4 separate regions of the Sus scrofa genome follow, and regions 1, 2 and 4 are each linked to region 3. Evidence: chromatin contacts called from public Hi-C and promoter capture Hi-C data. All regions are on one chromosome and are shown on one strand. The core of a region is the stretch at or near the end of the contact, and the rest is flanking DNA. Distances in the headings are between cores, read along the strand shown.

Region 1 (2,688 bases), core at 180-2,679, 400 kb after region 3:
GAGATAGGTGAGGCCTGAAGACAGCAGTCGAAGATGGGGGGGGGGGTGTAACTTTAGAGATGAAAAATGTTGAGAAGCCCAGTAGGTAAACTGTATCTATCTCTGCCACCCAGGTCCCTTGGGATTCCATCTTTTACTGTTTACAAAACTTAATTAATTCATCAGACATTGTTATACTGAGGCCGTGGCATCAAAAATATGTTTAAGGAAGACATTGCATTTTAAGAAATTATTTAAAAATTCTCCATTCTTAAGCTTTTGGAGCTAATGGAAGGTAAAACACCACTACTATCCGGGGAAGAAGTGTCTCACTGCCTTCCAGCAATGTGAGCATGAAATGTGTACTCCCCAAGGGGGAGCCGCCAACTCACTGGTGACGTGGAGTGAGGAATTACAGGAGACCACAGAGACCTCTGCCGTACCCGGCGCCCCGCCGCAGGTTTAAGAGAACCCGTTATTAGAGGGAGACACTCGGAGTTTGACAAACTGGTTCGTTCCTCAAAGCAGCATTAACTGCCCAAGAAATTCGATTAGAGACCTCCCCATACCTCCTCCTCCTGTGGCGAGCGCGATCCTGCACCCGAGAGCTGGGGCGAAGCCCAGACTCAGGACACTAGGGACAGGCCTGCCCGGACACCCTGGCCTAAAGGCCAGTCCTCGAGGGTGCAGGGTGGGGAGCGGGGTGACCTCTCCCCGCGCCCGCTCCACCTCCCGGGCTGGGGAAGCTGCCACGTCAGGCCCAGCCGCCGAGATCCTGCCCATCCTCCTCCCGCGCGTCCCATTGATCCGCCGGCTCCGCGCATCTCGAGACCCCCGTTCTAGGCGCTCGGAGAAGCGCCCAATGAAGCCGAGGGCCGGGGGCGCGCCGGCCGGACCCCCGCCCCGATCCCAACTTTTCAGATAGAACAAGGCCCCGCGCTGTCCACCTGGCGCCTCCCCCTCCCGGACGGTTCAAGTTCGGGAGCCGACCGAGAGCAGAGACTGGCCCAGCGCCGCCACACCTCGCCCGGCCCTGCGCTCCCACCCCGAGGGGCCGCAGAATCCCCCCACCCTGCGCGGCCCGGTCGCCCGCCAGGCCCGCCGAGGGGGTGTGTCGGGTCGGCGCAGGCCCGCGGGCTTGGGACAGCCGAGGTCGCCGGGTCCTCCCAGCGACCCGGCCCCGCGCCCGAGCCTCTCCAGGGCCTCGCCCGCCGCTCACCCGCGCAGGAGCGCGTCTTCCAGATCTTCAGCAGCAGGATGACGATGGCCGCCAGGTGGGACAGGTCCCCGGTCAGCCGGAAGATGTTCATGGCGACGGCGGTCGGCGCGGTGGCCCCAGGCTCGGCGGCTCAGGCAGCTGCAGCAGCCCCGAAGAGGAAGCGGCGAAAGATGGCGAGAGCGGGCGCGACGTGGCCAGGGACGTGGCCGAACTGCCGGCGCGCGCGCGCGCGGGGCAGCTTGGGAGAGCGGGCGGCCTCCAGCCCCGCCCCGGCCCCGCCCCTTAAAGGGGACGCGCCAGAGCACAGGCCTTGCGGGAGCGCATGCTCCCGGGCTCCCTCCCCAGGACCCCGATTTCTGGCCCACTTCCCCCGGCCAGGTTTCCGGCTTGCACTCGGGTACCAACGATTTCCTTTAATTTTTGAAATGACATTCTCTTGTGAGGAATTTCCCCCCACCACTGATCCTAAGAGCTCTATAGGTTTACTGCATGAAAAAGTGTAAGGGGGGGGAATTAGTGATTGCATCGCTCAAGATATGGTGGATGCTGGGAGGGTATGGCTTATGTGGGGGCCTGAAGATTTTAACATTCTGGGGATGCTCTTTGAGAAAGAGTGCAAAATTAGGTAGAAAACGAACATGTCTGTAAGGATGTGAAAATAAAGCACAAGAAATTACCGAGGGAATGAAGCTGACAAACAGGGTGAGCTGCGGAATTTGAGGGGGCCCAGTGCAAGATGACAACGTGGGTTCCCCAGGTCAAAAGCAGGAGAAAGTGCTGTTAAATGTACTAAAATATAGAACTTTCCCCTTTATTGTGCAGTCCCTCTGACTTGTTTTCTGTTTGCTATTTATTGTCATTCTAATTAAAGAAAAAAATTTAAATTATGATCATGACTTTTAGCGTTTGTCTTTATATTACACAATGTCAGTTTTTCACGCAAATATCAGAGCATTTAAGACAGTGCAGAATCGCTGAAAGTGTAATTTGTATTTCAAACCTCGTCCATAGAGAGTGCCTGGAGTGCATGGTGCATGGAAATTATTAGGACTGTTGTCACATCTTAAAAAACCTCAGTCAAGTCATTTCATATAAAAGCTGCAGGGGAGTTCCCTGGTGGACTAGCAGTTAAGGATCTGGTGTTGTCACTGCTGCGGCTCGGGTCACTGCTATGGCGCAGGTTCAATCCCTGACCTGAGAACTTCCACATGCTACAGGCGTGGCCAAAAAAATACAAATAAAAATACATAAATAAAAGCTGCACGTTTTCAGGGCATCTTTCGTTTTCTTGCACAAGGACTAACTTCATGCCTTTTGGATTGATGACACCAACTAGCTTGTTGGCACTTGTTGTATTGCATGGTTTTGTTTTTTTGTTTTTTTTTTTGTCTTTTTGCTATTTCTTGGGCCGCTCCCTTGGCTCCCTTCCCAGGCTAGGGGTCTAATCAGAGCTGTAGCCACTGGCCTACGCCTGAGCCACAGCAACGCGG
Region 2 (2,688 bases), core at 153-2,652, 260 kb after region 3:
ACTCCCAGACAAGGCTTTGATATTTTTTGCCCGCCCTTCAGCATATAGAGTTCCCAGGCCAGGGATCAGATCTTAACCACAGTTGCAATCTACGCCACAGCTGCGGCAATGCCGGATCCTTAACCTACACTGTTGGGCCAGGGACTGAACCTGCATCCCAGTGCTCCAGAGACACTGCTGATTCCACTACACCACAGCAGGAATTTCAAAGGTTTGATTCTGTGACATAATACTTGTCATTTTCACAAGCAAAAAGTCAATTATCAGTTCTTTCCCCACGCATGCCCCTCGTGCCTCGAGCCCTACACTTCAGTTACTTAATGAGGAACCAAGCTGAAGGGCAGGGCTCTGTAGGGCAGGGGTCTGATTTCATTATCTCACTGTTCCCAGCACCTACTAGGATGCTTGGTTTACAGTAGGCGCCCAATCAGCATTTGCTGGATGTTGAATAGGTATCTTGGAAAGAAGTGACAAGAAAAAAAACAAAACAACATGAAGAATGAACAATGTTCGGCAACTGTTTAAATCACGTCTCTGCCCATTACCAGCGATGCTGTCTGGGCTGAGATGAGAACCATCATCCTGAAGACTAAGAAATATTCCAGCGGTCAGAGTCACTGCCTCTTCACGCTGCAGGGGTGGGGGGGTCCACGTATGGATCCTATTAGCTAGTGAAACGGGCTGTTGCCTGATGGCGGCTGAAATGTTCTTAGAAACTTGAACATTACTGTTAGTTTTTCTTTCAATAAAACAGCCTCACCCTGAGACATCTTAAGACAACAGTAAATGTGGGGCAAATCACGTGCATAAGGGTATGAGCTTAAAACCCTTTGTAACATTAAAGACGTACGTTTTATAAGAAACTCAGGCCAGGTTTGGGCATCTTGCAAAATATCTCTACAGAGCTTTGAATATTATGTGTCTGAATCAAGCAGGAGAGAGAGAGCCACAGCCCAGCAATTTCTCTCCCAAGAGACTCAAACGGAAACATCTCACAAAGAGGAAGCCTGGAATTTATTCAAACAAACTGCTTTAATTTTAATAAGTCATAAGTGGTACTCAGAACATTTCCAAGAAATTCAATAGCTTGTAAGCTATTTATATATACGTTATTATCACAATTTATCGTTAAAAAAAACCCCTATAGATCTTTGACCAAAATGCACCGGAAAGAGCAACCATTCGTTAACATTAGAACAACAGCAGTTCTCAGTATTTCAACGGATTCTGATGTTTGAAGAACATTTCTCGACAGGACATCAAAGAAATCTACAGTTGTGATTTCTGTTGTGAAAAATTGGCTTGTTCTTGTGGAAAATTTCCCTTTAAGAGTCTCCCAGAGGCGCTCACACACGGAACAGAGTAGGCTCCCAACAAGCTCACTGAGGCCCATGCTGGATGAGCACACACCCAGACCCTATTAAAGGGGCCTGTCAGGGCTCAGCTGCTCTGGGCAGAAGTGAACATGCTGACAAAACCACCCGTTCTTGTTGGTACGTGTGAAAATGTGGTTTCAGATGCTCCCTAAAGACAAAACCACCAAATTAATTTCTCTAACACATGGACCTTCTTGCTGCACGGCATCCACTAAAGAGTTACAATGAGTTACAATCTTATCACTCTCGCTGAGCTTAACAAACCACAATGAAGTGGACTGACGCCAGCATTTTTACGTTCTTTTTTTGCTTAAGAATTTGGATAAACAATGTAACTGGGAAAAAAAAAACACAAAAAAACACAAAAACTTCCCTGAAGCGACACACTCTAAGTGAACACGTGGCTCCCTCTAGTGGCAAAAATGGATCTCACAGGCCAACCACAGGGCTTGCTTCACACCCCACCCATTCATGCCTCTCAAATTAGGCAGCTCCTTGAAATTACCCTGAATTCCTAAAGTGACTAAATACACACAGTCGGGGCCCTCGCATCCCATCCACTGCGGCTGGACCAGTGGGAGACAAGAATGTTCTATTGAAATCTGCCCAGGAGTTCCCATTGTGGCACAGTGAAAACAATCCAACTAGGAACCACAAGGTTGAAGGTTCGATCCCTGGCCTCAATCAGTGGGTTAAGGATCCAGCATTGCCGTGAGCTGTAGTATAGGTCGCAGAGTTCAGAGCCCGCATTGCTGTGGCTGTGGTGTAGGCTGGCAGCTGTAGCTCTGATTGGACCCCAGCCTGGGAACCTCCGTATGCCACAAGTGAGGCCCTAAAAAGACCAAAAAAAAAAAAAAAAAAAAAAAGTAAATCTGCCAGAGTAATGAAGGCAACTTGACCTTCTCATCCTAATTTTGACCTCACCTGCTAACTTAACACGCAATATGCATCTGTCCTTTAAAAATAAGTGTTACCAAAAAATAAAATAAAATAAAATTACCTTCAAGATATGCCCTGTACTGATGAATAGATTTTTTTCCTTTTTAAGGAAAAACCAGGTTTCTTCAGTCCCTCCAAGAGCCACATCAAAGTGTTTAAACTAGGAAAACGTTGATTTTTCCCACTGAGAGAGAAGGCAGTTTCCGGGAGAGGCCCACCCTCTCCTCCCCACCTGGCAGGTCCCTTGGCCTAAACGATTCTCATCCTGAACCAACCAGGCCCTTCCCTCCCTTGTTCCAGATCCCTCCTCTTCTCCCAGCGGAGGCCAGACCCACCGTGGTTATGGTTGTGAGCAGGGCGGGCAGCAGTCACA
Region 3 (2,688 bases), core at 105-2,604:
CAGATCTGGTCGACTACTTTTTCTGCTTAAGATTTTACTAGCATCCCATTGTCTGCCACGTCATTTCAAATCCAGTCAGAATTACACCCCAATCTATTCTCTCTGTCTCTTTCTCTCTCTCTGGTCAATCCTGTACCCATTGCCAATTTCCCTCTATTCTGGTCAGAGTAAACACCAATCTCCTTTAGACACTACTCCTTGCCTACACAGGTGTGTCCAGACCACTCCCCTCCTCTTCCTCTGCCTGGCAAACTCCTGCTCATCCAAAAAATGTTCATCCATGTGTTAAATTAATCACTTCCAGTAAACTGTAACATGGATGTAACTGAACATCGGGGCCTCCCTGGGAGAGAAATCTTTGAGGATTTCCCACAGCATCTAACACAGAGTTGATACGCAGTAAACCCCTGTAAAATAAAGAAACATCTTTTCTCTTCATTCGACCTTGCAAAGAATCCCACTCAAGTCTGTCTTAAATGTGGAAACTGCAGATGACACCAAATAAAGTGGAAGAAGTATCTTTAAATATTTGGCCTTTTTCCGCCCAAAGGCTACAAGTACATTCCTGATATTTATTTTGAGGGGTGGAGATACAACATTTACATACAGACGGCAACTCTGGGTTCAAGAATCTGACACTGAGTGTGAAAGCGCTACCTGAAGATTCGCTAACCCGAGTGCGTGTACTTTACCAGCCAGTAATCGCATACTCAAGGAGATAGAGAAGTACTAGTTTTTTTTTAAGACTGTGCGGCCATGCAAATTAGCTTGTACCTTAAAGCCTTCCCTAAAATAACCCTCAATTTTACAAAAGAGAGAGAAAGCAAGCAACCATGTAAAAAGAAAATGAATTCCGTTCAGGGGGATTTCAAGGTCCACGGCTTCAGATCCACGGATGCGACGCAGCGCCTGCGCAGGGCCTGCCTGGGAGCCGGCCGAATCCCCGCGAACCCCGACTTCAAGGTGCACCCACAGGGCAGCGGGGCCGGCTAGCGAAGAAAAGCCCCTCCCAGGCCTCCGGGCCGCCAGCTCGCCCAGCGCCGCAGTCACTTTCCCCTCCTTTCCAGGGGTCTGGAACGCCGTGGGCCTTACACTCGGCGACGGCGAAGGGAGACTGCACGCACGGCTCACCTCGGCCCCTCGGCTCGCTCCATGGATGCAGAGCCTGACCAGGGACAGATCGCGCCGCTTCTCCTACACCGGACCGGCCGCCCGGCCGCCCACTGGCTGCTCCGGACACTGCGCCCCGCCCCCGCCACTTCCGGATAAGGCTGGGAACGCTTCCCACAGTCCCCCTCGCTGATTGGCGGTTGTCAAAGGTCGAGTCCGTGACGTCAGGAAAGCAGAGGCCAATTAGAGCACAGGAACTGAGCTTTCGCCAACGCTAGTAGCTGGGTCGGAAACGAGGTGTCTGCGGTCCGTCTAGGATTTGGACGGTTTTTCAGCGTTCGTGTCCCTCACTCGCCACCTTCCCTCCTTTGGGTCCCACGATGCCGATGTACCAGGTAAAGCCCTACCACGAGGGCAGTGCATCTCTCCGTGTAGAACTTCCCACCTGCATGTACCGGCTGCCCAACGTGCACTGCAGGACCGACAACCCAGCGCCAGCCACCGGCCACGTGCAGGTAGGAGCCGGCGGGCCTTGCCCCTCCCCCACCACCAACCCAGTGCGCAGGCGTCCGGGCTGCTCTCCATCCCTTGCCTGTTCAGCGCGCAGGCGCTCTGACTCTGCCGCGGCCCCACCCCGCCGCCCTCTTGCTTAGTTCGCAGGCGCCGCTGCCCTGGCGGGCTCAATTGGGGGACTGCGGGCTGGAGCCCCTCTAGGACCCCGCGGTGGGACGCAGCTGTCCAGAACTCGCCGAGGGGGCCGGGCCCTATCGCCCTTCCCACCCCAGCCTCACGCGCCCGTCGGTCTCGGAGTGGCTGTAATTTAATTCTCTCTTAAAAGATCCATCTTTTTTTTTTTTATTGTAACTAAACTTTTTTAGTAGGAAATTTTACTTACAGAAAAGCGAGTAGCCCGCAAATGCTTATTTTGAGGAATTATAAAGCTAATCCAAGGGTCACCACTCAGAATAACACGTTGTCAGCGCCCCCTCCTAAAACTACCCCCCAAGTTCCCTCCTTGCATGGTCAGTATGTCCTGCTTTTCTCTCTTATTTCATCATCTAAGAATCCATTCCTAAACTGTAGTGTTGGTGTAAGTGGAAGCGTGAAGTTTGTGCCCTGCAGTGTCTGGCTGCCTCTTCTGGACATTATTTTAAGAATCGCTTTGCTGCATGAAAAAAAAAAAAAAACCCGAAGCGTTCGCCCTCTGCGGTCGGCTGCTCCTTCGCATGGCTGTGCCCCAAGGTTATAGCTCCCAGGCCACTGCTCACGGGCGTTGGCTGGTTTTCCATTTCGGGCTCTATGAATAATTCTGCAGTGAATATTCTTGTACTTGAGGAGATGTAAGGTAAATTCTAAGCGATGGCATTGCTGGCTCAGTGGGCTGGTCTATCTTCAACTGGACTAAATTGCTTTCCAAAGCAGTCCTACTGGTTTGTGCTGTCACCTGCAGTGCATGCGAATTTCTCATGGTGGCAGCCCTCCACAAAGCTGGTCGGTGTACGGGGCATCCTAATGTCAGTTTAGTTTCCATCTCCCAGACTTTGAAATCAGTTGAGCACTTTCATGTTTATTGGGCAT
Region 4 (2,688 bases), core at 182-2,681, 310 kb after region 3:
TTCTTAACCCACTGTGCCACCGCAGAAACTCCTGGAAACACATTTTTATTTTGGAATAATTGCAAGTTAAAAATGCTTAAAAAGGAGGAGTTCCCGTTGTGGCACAGTGGAAACGAATCCGACTAGGAACCACGAGGTTGTGGGTTTGATCTCTGGCCTCGCTCAGTGGGTTAAGGACCTGACGTTGCCATGAGCTGTGGTGTAGGTCGCAAACGCGGCTCAGATCTGGTGTCGTGTGGCTGTGGTGTAGGCCGGCAGCTGTAGCTTCGATTAGACCCCTAGCCTGGGAACCTCCATATTTCCCGGAAGCGGCCCTAAAAAAGACAAAAGACAAAAAAAAAAAAAAAAAAAGATACTTGGACAAACGCGTTCATCCCAGCCTTGTGTCTGAAAATAGAGACACTGGTTATATATAAAGTAAGGTATATGTGCCTAATGGAACCAAGAGGAAGCCGTGATGACAAATGTTTTAACAGGGACTCAGTAGCATTTCCCAATTTCGCCTAAGTCATGTTCATTACGTATATAAAGATGCAACTAGGAGTTCCCGTCGTGGCGCAGTGGTTAACGAATCCGACTAGGAACCATGAGGTTGCGGGTTCGGTCCCTGCCCTTGCTCAGTGGGTTAACGATCCGGCGTTGCCCTGAGCTGTGGTGTAGGTTGCAGACTCGGCTCGGATCCCGCGTTGCTGTGGCTCTGGCGTAGGCCGGCGGCTACAGCTCCGATTCGACCCCTAGCCTGAGAACCTCCATATGCCGCGGGAGTGGCCCAAGAAATAGCAAAATGACAAAAAACAAAACAAAACAAAAAGATGCAACTAGATTGAAATACGCCAAAATATTTGCACTTTAATGGTCCGCTAACAGAGCATTATGTCCAGAACTTTGGTGCAAAGCATTAAAACCTAGCAAACAGTCAACACATTACAAACAGTGAATTACAAATAATCAGAATATGCCTAAGAGGAACAAAGTTCAACACATTTTTGGCTGAATGAACATTGGTTATCTCCGAATACGGTGCCGGCGACGCTCTTCGTTACAGTTTTCAATTCCGAATTTTCTAGAAGGACCTTGCCAACATCCCCTAAGTTGGAAGTGTCACTAAAAAGGGGGGCTCCCATGCCCCTCATGCCCTCGGACGGTCTCGGGCGCGAGTCGATGTGGGGGAAGCCGAGACCCCTCCCGCGGCGGAACCCCTCCCGCGGCGGAACCCAGGCGGGGAGGGCGGGGCCCGGACCGCGTTCCAGGCGCACCAAGATGGCGGCCGGCGCGCCCCGCGTTCGGAGCCGAGCGCTCCCGAGCGTTCCCGAAGCCGACAGGAACCTCGGGAGCCGCGCGGGTGGGATCGGCCCCGCCCCGGAGTCTGGGAGCGGCGGCGCCGGGCGGGGGAGGGGAGGCCGGATGTGAGTGGAGCGGCCATTTCCTGTTTCTCTGCAGTTTTCCCCAGCTTTGGGTGGTGGCTGCTGCTGGGCTCCCGCTTCCCGTCGGCGGAGGGCGAGGCGGCGTGGACCGCGGCCCCGGCACCCCGCGCCCTGCCGCCCGCAGCCGCGCGCCCGCCCGCCCGCCGCGCCCCGAGCTCCGAGCTCCTCGCCTCAGTGCCCGGCCGCCGCCGCCGCCGCGGCCCAGCGAGCGGCCCAGATGCAGGCCATCAAGTGTGTGGTGGTGGGAGACGGGTGAGTGCGCGGGCCTGGCCGGGGCCGGGGGCCGGGGGCCGGGGGGCCGGGGGGCCGGGGGCGGGCGGGCGCCGCGGGCTCGCGCGGGGCCTGGCCGGGCCTCTCCGGGGCGGGGGTCGCGGGCCGCCCCCTCTCGGGACCCGGCGGCGCGCGCGCCTGGTTCCGGCTTTTTTTGGGTGGGGGAGGGAGGGAATCGGCGAGCGGCGGCTGGAGGGAAAACTGAACTCCACCCTCCCGCTTTCTCGCAGGCCGGCTGACCGCCCGGCCGAACCCGCCCAGCGCCTCGCCGCCACCCTCCCTCCGTGGCCCGTAGATTGGGTGGGTTTAGGGAGTTGCCTTTCTTGGTGTTTCCATGAAGCTCTCGAGCCGCAGGGAGAACCTCGGTGGGTCCCTGCGGTCCCAGGTCGGTCGTGTTGGAGGACTGTGTACACGGGCTGCTTTGGGGACCCTAGGCGGATCTGCTGGGGGGTGCCTTCCGCCTGTACTTTGCCACTTTTCTGATTTTCTTAAGTGATGCTGTTTGCTATTAAGGTGGAGAAACTTTGCAGATTTCTAGCTGCGAGGAGCTGGGTGCGATTAAGACTGTTCTTTTCTCTGAACGTGGTGTAGTCAAAAAGAAAAAAAAGAAAAGAAAAAGCTGGCTCTGCGTTCGCTCCTGCGTTGGGTATGGCATGTAGCAGAACTGGCTCCTGGGCCGAGCTGTCCTGTGACTCAAGGCATTTCTTTTCATTACAGCCTGTGGTGGTTACAGGCCCTAGAGGAAGACAAGACTTGTCTTATGCAGTTTTTTTTTTTTTCTCCTCTGGAAACAAGAATCTCAGTGTAATCCGAGCAAAATTGTGTGTCTCAGCCTTGCTCAAGTAGAGGAGCCTTCTAACAAGGAAGCTCCAAGAATTACTGCCAGTTTTCAGCAAACTCCGAATGCAACTGGTACATATTTCGAGTCTTGTCGAGTAGAAGGAAGAGTTCTGGCTTCACTATACCCCAAAGTCGTCGTTAGGACTGGTGCTGC

Evidence for each region. Promoter capture Hi-C pulls out the DNA fragments that hold promoters and counts their contacts. Hi-C and Micro-C count contacts between places; a contact is called where the count stands out from the background.
Region 1: a promoter capture Hi-C map of fetal liver shows a contact between it and region 3, with 2.0 times the contacts expected there. A contact is called at or near these places in 1 of 5 promoter capture datasets (fetal liver) and 1 of 2 datasets of targeted methods (alveolar macrophages).
Region 2: a Hi-C map of mesenteric adipose tissue shows a contact between it and region 3, with 3 times the contacts expected there. A contact is called at or near these places in 11 of 47 Hi-C or Micro-C datasets (embryonic fibroblasts, fetal skeletal muscle, heart right ventricle and 6 more) and 2 of 2 datasets of targeted methods (alveolar macrophages and skeletal muscle).
Region 4: a contact with region 3 is called in a Hi-C map of liver, with 5 times the contacts expected there. A contact is called at or near these places in 2 of 5 promoter capture datasets (fetal liver and liver), 1 of 47 Hi-C or Micro-C datasets (liver) and 1 of 2 datasets of targeted methods (alveolar macrophages).

Annotation. Positions count from the first base shown.
Region 1 is chr3:4,715,392-4,718,079 of Sscrofa11.1, reverse strand. KDELR2 (ER lumen protein-retaining receptor 2) reads right to left here and starts at 1,429. Exons shown (of 5, transcript XM_021086076.1): 1 at 1,199-1,429. The coding sequence starts at 1,289.
Region 2 is chr3:4,852,780-4,855,467 of Sscrofa11.1, reverse strand. No RefSeq gene overlaps it. Among named protein-coding and RNA genes, the nearest start is that of CYTH3, 46 kb to the left of the region's middle.
Region 3 is chr3:5,116,585-5,119,272 of Sscrofa11.1, reverse strand. It overlaps AIMP2 (aminoacyl tRNA synthetase complex interacting multifunctional protein 2), which reads left to right and starts at 1,354. Exons shown (of 4, transcript NM_001244557.1): 1 at 1,354-1,625. The coding sequence starts at 1,491. It overlaps PMS2 (mismatch repair endonuclease PMS2), which reads right to left and starts at 1,271. Exons shown (of 14, transcript XM_021086081.1): 1 at 1,132-1,271.
Region 4 is chr3:4,802,253-4,804,940 of Sscrofa11.1, reverse strand. RAC1 (ras-related C3 botulinum toxin substrate 3 (rho family, small GTP binding protein Rac3)) reads left to right here and starts at 1,431. Exons shown (of 6, transcript NM_001243585.1): 1 at 1,431-1,676. The coding sequence starts at 1,642.